3 separate regions of the Zea mays genome follow, and all the other regions are linked to region 1. Evidence: chromatin contacts called from public Hi-C data. All regions are on one chromosome and are shown on one strand. The core of a region is the stretch at or near the end of the contact, and the rest is flanking DNA. Distances in the headings are between cores, read along the strand shown.

Evidence for each region. A called contact is a pair of places that touch in the nucleus more often than the background predicts.
Region 2: a Hi-C map of tassel shows a contact between it and region 1, with 1.7 times the contacts expected there. The contact joins the promoter of LOC103646196 here to the promoter of LOC100277077 in region 1. A contact is called at or near these places in 3 of 25 Hi-C or Micro-C datasets (ear, leaf and tassel).
Region 3: a Hi-C map of tassel shows a contact between it and region 1, with 2.6 times the contacts expected there. The contact joins the promoter of LOC100273051 here to the promoter of LOC100277077 in region 1. A contact is called at or near these places in 2 of 25 Hi-C or Micro-C datasets (ear and tassel).

What each region holds. Positions count from the first base shown.
Region 1 is chr2:28,880,856-28,883,602 of Zm-B73-REFERENCE-NAM-5.0, forward strand. LOC100277077 (Protein RETICULATA chloroplastic) reads right to left here and starts at 1,331. Exons shown (of 7, transcript NM_001150743.1): 1 at 826-1,331; 2 at 649-747; 3 at 339-559; 4 at 69-138. The coding sequence starts at 1,242.
Region 2 is chr2:29,058,929-29,061,675 of Zm-B73-REFERENCE-NAM-5.0, forward strand. LOC103646196 reads right to left here and starts at 1,387. Exons shown (of 7, transcript XR_004856163.1): 1 at 763-1,387; 2 at 256-331. LOC100526753 reads right to left here. Exons shown (of 5, transcript NM_001199032.3): 5 at 2,681-2,747.
Region 3 is chr2:29,014,585-29,017,331 of Zm-B73-REFERENCE-NAM-5.0, forward strand. LOC100273051 reads left to right here and starts at 1,416. Exons shown (of 1, transcript NM_001147500.1): 1 at 1,416-2,747. The coding sequence starts at 1,419.

The DNA of each region.
Region 1 (2,747 bases), core at 81-2,580:
TGTAGTTTGAACTAACAATCATACATGGCTCAAAGTTGAGAGTATCTTTGCCACGTAAGGTTCATTACCTTGTAAAAGTATGTTCCGATTCTTTGCTGGGCTGTAAATCTGCAGCCTGGTCTTTCAGCTTCAAAAACACTGCAGTTTTAAAAATCTTAGTGCCATACAGAATTAGATTTTTTAAGTCAAAGCTCCATAGCTAGTTTAGCAAAATCTCCATTCTCTTTCAATTTCATAGATGGCGAAACGGACATGGGAGTGGTATACAGGTTAAGTTCAATTCTTATTCATGGTGCAGTAAAAAGCTCCACAGACAACAACTGGAAACGAAATTTCACCTGCTTGGCAAAGATCCAGCCATCCTGCTGAATCTTCCAAAGAGACCCGTTGAAGCAGATGGCTTCCCAATTCTCACATATGGAGCCAGCAGCCCCACAAGTGCAATATCAACTGCTACACCGACAAGAAGATCAGCAGCGTACAGTTCAAACTCTGCCCAAAAATCCTTTCCCCTCTTCTGCACCTCTGCAAATGTCGCGCAGCAAGAGTCGATCACAATCTGCATTGAGCCCAGAACGCAATTGTTAGCAACAGCCGAACTGCTACCTTCTGACCACTTGAAAATAATAACTGACCAATCGCATCCACCTCGGTGCTAACTTTGAAGAGGAACGACGGGTCGGCGAGCATCCGGTTGCGGAGCATCGAGAAGGCGCGGATCAACACGCCTAGTGGCCACGGCGCGGCCTGCAGATCAATATCAAAGGAATGAGAAAAAACGGCCACGTTTGAATCTTCCATACAAATTCCCTGAAATTCGAGGACCTGCAGATCGAAGTAGCGGAGCAAGAGGACTTCCCGGATGCCGGCGTCCTTGGCCGCCTCCAGCATGTCGCCCGGGAGCGCAACGCCGCGCGCCGCGGCGAGGTGCAGCACCTCGTTGAAGCCGAGCAGCGGACCGAAGTCCGCATCGTCACAGTCGTCTTCATCCTCGCCACCCCCGCCGCCGCCTCCATCCTTGCCTCCATTCCCGACGCCCGATCCGTCCCCAGCGGCGGCGCGGGGGATGTGCGGCGCGGAGCAGGAGAGCGCATGCGGTTTGGGGAGGGGTAAGACGGGCTTGAGCGAGAGGTGGAGAGGCCTCGGCTCGTGCAAAGGGTTGGAAGAAGGCGTGGGGGCGGCGGCGGTTGACGACGAGGAGGAAGCGAGTGCGGAGAGGGAAGGGGAGGCGGCGAAGGCCATAGTGGACAGACGGCAGTGCGCGGAAGTTTGACTGGTTTTCTTGGCCTCGTGTCACATGAGCTGTGTAACGTATGGAGTGTTGGTTTAAGGAATCATACCATCTAAATTAAGGTGTATATTATAGGTTTATTTCTTATATTTGGTGGGATGACTCCATTCTTTATATTAGTACTCACTATTTATGATGAATGAGATGGTAATTGATAAACTCATTTTATTTCACAAACCAAACAAAAATAGTGAGGATAAGAAGACGATGGACTAGTTCATTTCTCAAACCAAACACCCAGTAAGGGCCAGTTTGGCAACAAATTTTTTAGATACTACAGTTTTGAAATACTATGGTTTACATTTGTTCATAGCAAAAATACTGTAGTTTTCAAAAACCACATTAAAACCATAGTTTTCAAAAATACTAAGAACTGTTTGGCCATGTGCTCTCTCACGTACAATCGTATGCATCACAGGCAGCGCTATGGCTACTAAGGCCCTGTTTGGGAACAAAGTTTTTGAAAACCACAGTTTTTGAAATACTGCATTATACTTTAGTCATGACAATACCGCAGTTTTGAAAACTGAGGTCCAGACCTAAGTTTAGAATACCTTAAAACAATCATAGTATTTGCAATACTTCAGTTTTGAAAACAAAGATTTTAGCCGGCTTGCCAAACACCATTTTGTATATAATACTGCAGTATTTGAGAATACTACAGTATTCTTCTAAAACTATGAAAAAACTTCACTCCCAAACATCCCCTAAGCCTTTGAAAACTGAAGTTTAAGTGGAGTTTTCAAAACTGTAAAAATACTACAGTTTTAGATAGACCATGATATTCAAAACTGCGTTTTAACCGGTACAAACATACATATTTTGGCTTTATATACCATAGTATCATCTAATACTAAAGTATTCCTTCAAAACTGTAAAAATACTAAGATTCCAAATAGGGCCTAATTACCTTTAGCATTGCAAGCGGGCCGCTCCGGCCGCTGTCTGCGAAGCGTCGTCGGCGATTCTGGGCTTTACGGCAGGTCCGCAAAGAATCAGTGTTATTTTATGGGCTTTACGACAGCTCCGCAAAGAACCACTTATTTTATGGGCTTTGCGGCAACTCATAAATGGTCTTACAGAGAAAAAAATTGCAACGGAGCACGAGCAGCAAATAGATATCCTATAAACTTTTCATATCCAGTCGGGTGGTGAAATTAGCATGAAATATTTTAAAAAATAGTGCACGGAGGTGAGATTTGAACATAAACCCTGATAAAAGAACGACGGAAGACACTAAGTGAAGTCATTTAACCAGTAGAACATCATGGTCAATTATTTTTAATATTGAATATAAATTATACATATGTATATACGGATTTTGTAAAATAAAAAATATATAATGGTGTGAGGCCAGATCGGCACTACGGGTCGAGGCTACGGCCCAAACACGACACGATGATCGTGTCGGGCTGGCTCAGGCACTATTAAATGAGTCGTGCCCCGAACCAGCCCG
Region 2 (2,747 bases), core at 137-2,636, 180 kb after region 1:
AGCATTTCATTTGTCCAAAATTTAAAAGAACAGCTCAACCTTGGAAACCACTTTCCAATGTTAGTATTCTTTTTATGTTGTCGCTGACATCTGGCATTTGCCTTTTCTAATGTAGATAGACTTCTCAGTGAAATGGGAAACAACCATCTATGCATGCAAACAGAATAGAAAGTAGGGCTAAAACGTGTAGGACCAAATGAATCACGACACCAAATCAAGATAACAAAGAGAGGAATGGTGGAAGGACTGGCTCACCTGGAACAGCTGCAGAAGAGACCGACAGGACAGCCAGAGGATCTGCGCGTGCCTGCCCTTCTGCTACGTAGCAGACCTACAAGAACAACAGACACTATGAGCCAATGCACACGGATCCAACGAAGAGATGAGCAGGAATCGACACAAGAGAAATTAGGATCCGAAGAAAGGAACGGACCACGACGACGGAGTCGAGGAGGAGAAAGGCGCTTGCGCCGAGTACCAGGCGGAGGGAAAGAGGAAGAGACGAGTGAAGGTGCTCCATATATGTAGTAAAATAAAAAGCAGCGACATGGGCGCTATGGCGAAGGACAGAAGCACAGCGAGCCGACGCTGTTGCAAAAGCAGTGGCGACGGGACGGATGCGGAGCACGCATCGAGGCAAGGCAGGGCGCGGATTTGTGGGATTTTAGAATCCGGTGACTAACCCTCACCTAACCCTATGGGCATAGGCACCGCGGAGCACGGCTGCGTACTTCGAGGTCCACAGAAGAGGAGAGCACTGACCTGGCTAACGGCGAAGCGCCGGCCGCAACCCACGCGCCGTCCTTGGCCGGCGTCACTCCGTCGCAGTCTCACAGACCCGATCGCCCGCGCCGTTCGTCGCAGATCACGGCACCACGCACGCCCGACAGCCGACGACCGTCCTCGCGCGCGGACACCGGCGCGCTGCCGTTGGCAGCCGCGTCGCAGCCGAGATCTGCATCGCGGTCTGGGGCTGTGTCGCAATCGAGCTCCACGCGAAGCGCCGGGCGGGCGCAACCCACGCGCCGTCACGCGCTGTCGCTGGCTGTCGTGGCTCCGTCGCGAGCTGAGAGGAGACGGGCGCCCGCGCCGTCCGTCGCAGATCCAGCCGCCCGCGCCGCCCGTCGCGTCGTGCTGTTGCCCCACACCCACGCAAGGAGACGGGACGACCTGAGAGGAGACGGACGCGTCGTGCTGTCGTCCCACTGCGGGCCCACACCCACGCGAGGAGACGGGCGCGTCGTGCTGTCGTCCCACTGCGGGCCCACACCTACGCCGACCAACAGCCAAACGGGCCCACTGTACCGCACGCACGCGTCGCTGCCTAAAAGGATGGAGTCGCGTGAAACGCTCTGCGCGCAGCGTTCCCGTGTAACTTTTAACTAGAAGTAATGTGTAGCAGTATTTAAAAAAACAGTGTGTTTATAATTATATTATTAATTGTAAAATGTCCTCATAATTTTATAGAAATAGATTTATATAAAGTAGTTACAATTTTTTGTGATGGATATCAATATAATTGCAGATGAATTCATATGAGCCTTTCAAGGGGCACTTTTTAGGAATGTTGAACATGCAAAACACATGTTTTTATAGGCCATCAGCGATAGAAGTGGGCAACTTAGAACCATGCATAAATATAATTTATGGTAATTTACATTTTTCATAACAAAATTTTGTTGATTTGTATATTTTATTTAATTTTGAAAAATATAAGAGCTTGCAATTTAGATGTAAACTTAATGTGTTGCTTAGATTATATATTATAATCATAGTTAGGCAATTAAAATGTAAATTTTGTGCGTCACTTTAGATTATGATTATATTAAGTGAGGTGGGTAATTTAGATACATGTTTATGGGCTTATGTTAGGTTATTCTTAACAAGGGGATATTTTTTTTAAAAATTAGATGTTATTATGAGAAATGGTGATTAATGTATATAGAATTGGTTGGTTGCCAGATCTTTTTTACCTCTATGAAAATTTTATAGATTTTTTAGCGTGTCTCATGAGAACGGACACAGATAGCCATTTTATTTCTTCCAAAGACTTGTTGTTTTTAACCTTTGGTTCTATCATTATCATTTTGTAGTTAGAGTTTTTTATAAACTCACCCTCTAAATAGTTTTAAATTTTTTTCATCCTCCGACATTTATATATCTTATACACACTCTAAAGAATTATTTTAACTTTCTATCCGTGGCTAGCGAGAATTTTGAAATAGATGACGATATTCTTGGATAGCCAATTTAAAAAAGATGTTGGAGAGTGCTCTGCCGTAAGATATCTATTTCTAACAATTATGAATGATATAAAGAGCCGCTTAAAATTAATCTCACACTTATTATCTTCACGGCCAGGGCTGTCCAGTGCCAAGTGTGACGGGGGTGACGGCACATGGCCCTAGATTTTTACGTTTTGTGAGTATAAATAATGTAACAAGGCAAACACTGTATGATCATTTATAAAATAAACTGCGAAATCTTGAGCTTAAAATAAATAATATGAGAAGACAAGAATATGATAATAGATCAAATACAAAAAGAACCTAGGCAGAGAAACGATAGACATTTCAATGATCGAAACGGAACAACACGAGAGGATGAATTATTTGCCCATCTCGGCAAACAACTAATTTTAGGAGGCCACTAATCAGCTAAACACAGCACATAAGAAGTAGGGAAAAAAAAGAATGAACATTTTACCTTGAGCCACTTGCCAACATAGTACTAGTACCTAGGAACCT
Region 3 (2,747 bases), core at 166-2,665, 130 kb after region 1:
GGAACTTGCTAAATTTTGATTGTCGGAATTCTAGTTTTCATTCAGACGAAGGTTATCGTATACGTTGTATATTTAATTTGTAGGTTTAGTTCATTGCAATTTCGATAGCCACGGTATATTTTTTCTGTTCCGAGAACAAAAAATATGTTAGAAAAACCATAATCCTGACAAAATGTAATTTATGTTGGCATAAAGATAATTCAATTTACAATTGTTTCTATTGTCATGCAAGGACAAATTTTTTATATCTATTGATATAAAGACAAATAACAAATTAAAAAGTAACAATTTACTTGTATTGTTGGTGGTATAAGAGTGTTGCATGGAATTATGTTAAAATCCAGACATCTAAAATAATAGAAAGATGTGCTATTTTATAGCCACAATTAAACATACCGTGCATTGTTTAAATTTTTACGGTGTCATTTTAGTAAAAACTATTAGAGCTGGTTTGATGATCATAGAATTGAAGGTAATTGACGGGGAGGAAATCTCTTACTATTCAATATTTTGAATAGCAAAGGATTTCCTCCCCCACAATCTTCCCAATTCTCTAGTCACCAAACAAATCCTTATATGAATCTCTCCACCCTTCGACGACTTTTATTAGCTCTGTTGTATACTTTTTATGAGGGAGAAAAGAAAGGTGAATGAGAAGTTCTAAAAATCTAGTTAGAAAACTGTTGGATAAGTCTTTTCACTAAAATCTCTATCATTATCATTACCATAAAACACGAGTTTATTCGTGTGTCTTTCGCTCGTCCACCAATGAAATATATAAAAAATATCACTTGTTGAGGTTTAAACCGTGATCACTAGTAATAGAGCACGCATCTAAACTACAGATCATGTTGGTTTGTGTTATATAAAGAAACTGTATATGATATATAGAAATCTTAGTGATGCACGAACAACTGACAATTTAAAGTACATTGAACTACTGGTAAGCGTTAGCGCCCGTCTAACCAGCCGCCGAACATTGTTATCCCAGCCAAGAAAGCTCTGCGACGTCACTGATGACGTTCTACAGTCTAAGCGATGCAAGACCTTACGTCATGAGGACAATTTGGACTTACAGAAAAGAGAAGTTAATATTCCACACGTACTGATCTTCTCGTGGTAGACAAATTCTGCTTCATCGTCATCTCCCGACTCCCATTGGTGTGCAGCAGTGACAGTCATGGTACCATTGTCTCATGGACCAGTCTGCATCAGACTGCAACAAATGTCGTGTAGACGTGTAGGCATACGCAGTGCACGGTCACTGCACCTGCATATATAGGGGCAAGAGCTCAGCAGCTTGCCACAAAAGCTCATCAACAAAGCCTGATACGTAACTACTAGGCCGATCGGCCATCCACAGACCCGTCTTAACTCTACCTGCCTGCCACTATACTATCAGCCTGTGCGAGCGAGAAATGGACAGAGCCGCCAAGCCTCACTTCGCGCTCATCCCATTCACAGGAACCATCAGCCACGTGATCCCCATGGCAGACCTCGGCTGCCTCCTCGCGGCCCACGGAGCCGAGGTCACCATCATCACTACGCCCGTCAATGCAGCGATAGCACAGAGCCGTGTCGACCGCGCACAGTCACACGGTGCCACGACTACGATCACGGTTACCGCAGTCCCGTTCCCGGCCGCGGACGCCGGCCTGCCCGAGGGCTGCGAGAGGATGGACCTGCTCCGGTCCCAGGCCGAGGTGCCTCGCTTCTTCGTGGCCAACAAAGGCTTCGGTGAGGCAGTGTCGCGGCACTGCCTCGGCGAAGCGCTGCGCCGTCCGAGCTGCGTCGTCTCCGGGGCGTGCCAGACGTGGACGCTGGGCCTGGCGCGCCAGCTTGAAGTTCCCTGCTACGTCTTCCACGGTTTCGGCGCCTTCGCTCTGCTCTGCATCGAGCACCTGTACAGGCACAGGCCGCAGGAGGCTGCCGCGTTGGCTGACGACGAGCTGTTCGACGTCCCAGCGCTGCCGCCGCCTTTCCGGCTCAGGCTGTCGCGTAGGCAGCTCCCGCCGCATTTCATGCCGACCACTTCCGTCGCCGGGAAGGCGCTGCAGGGGATCCGGGATTTCGACGTGGCCGCGGACGGCTTCGTGGTGCACACCTTCGAGGAGCTGGAGAGCGGCTCGACGGCGCTACTCGCGGAGGCGACGGGCAAAAAGGTGATCGCCGTTGGGCCCGTCTCGCTGTGCTGCGCGCCAAGCCTGGATCCTCGGCTCGTGTCGAACGATGATGCGAGGCGATGCATGGCGTGGCTGGACGCCAAGGCGCCCAAGTCCGTGGTGTACGTGAGCTTCGGCAGTTTCGGGCGCATGCCACCCGCTCAGCTCATGCAGCTCGGCATGGCGCTTGTCGCATGCCGCTCACCTGTGCTCTGGCTCGTCAAGGGCGCCGACTCCCTGCCCGACGACGTCAAGGATTGGCTAAGAGAGAATACCGACGCAGACGGCGTCGCAGGCAGCAAGTGTCTGGTGGTGCGCGGGTGGGCGCCCCAGGTGGCCATCCTGGCCCATCCGGCCATTGGCGGCTTCGTGACGCACTGTGGATGGGGCTCCATCATGGAGGCTGTTGCAGCCGGTGTGCCCATGGCAACCTGGCCCTTTTTCGCAGAGCAATTTATCAACGAGCAGCTCATCGTGCACGTGCTTGGCGTTGGGGTGTCCGTCGGTGTGACGAAGCCAACAGAAAATGTTTTGAATGCTACTACTGACGCCGCCGGTGGCAGCCAAGGGGAGGCTGATGCCGAG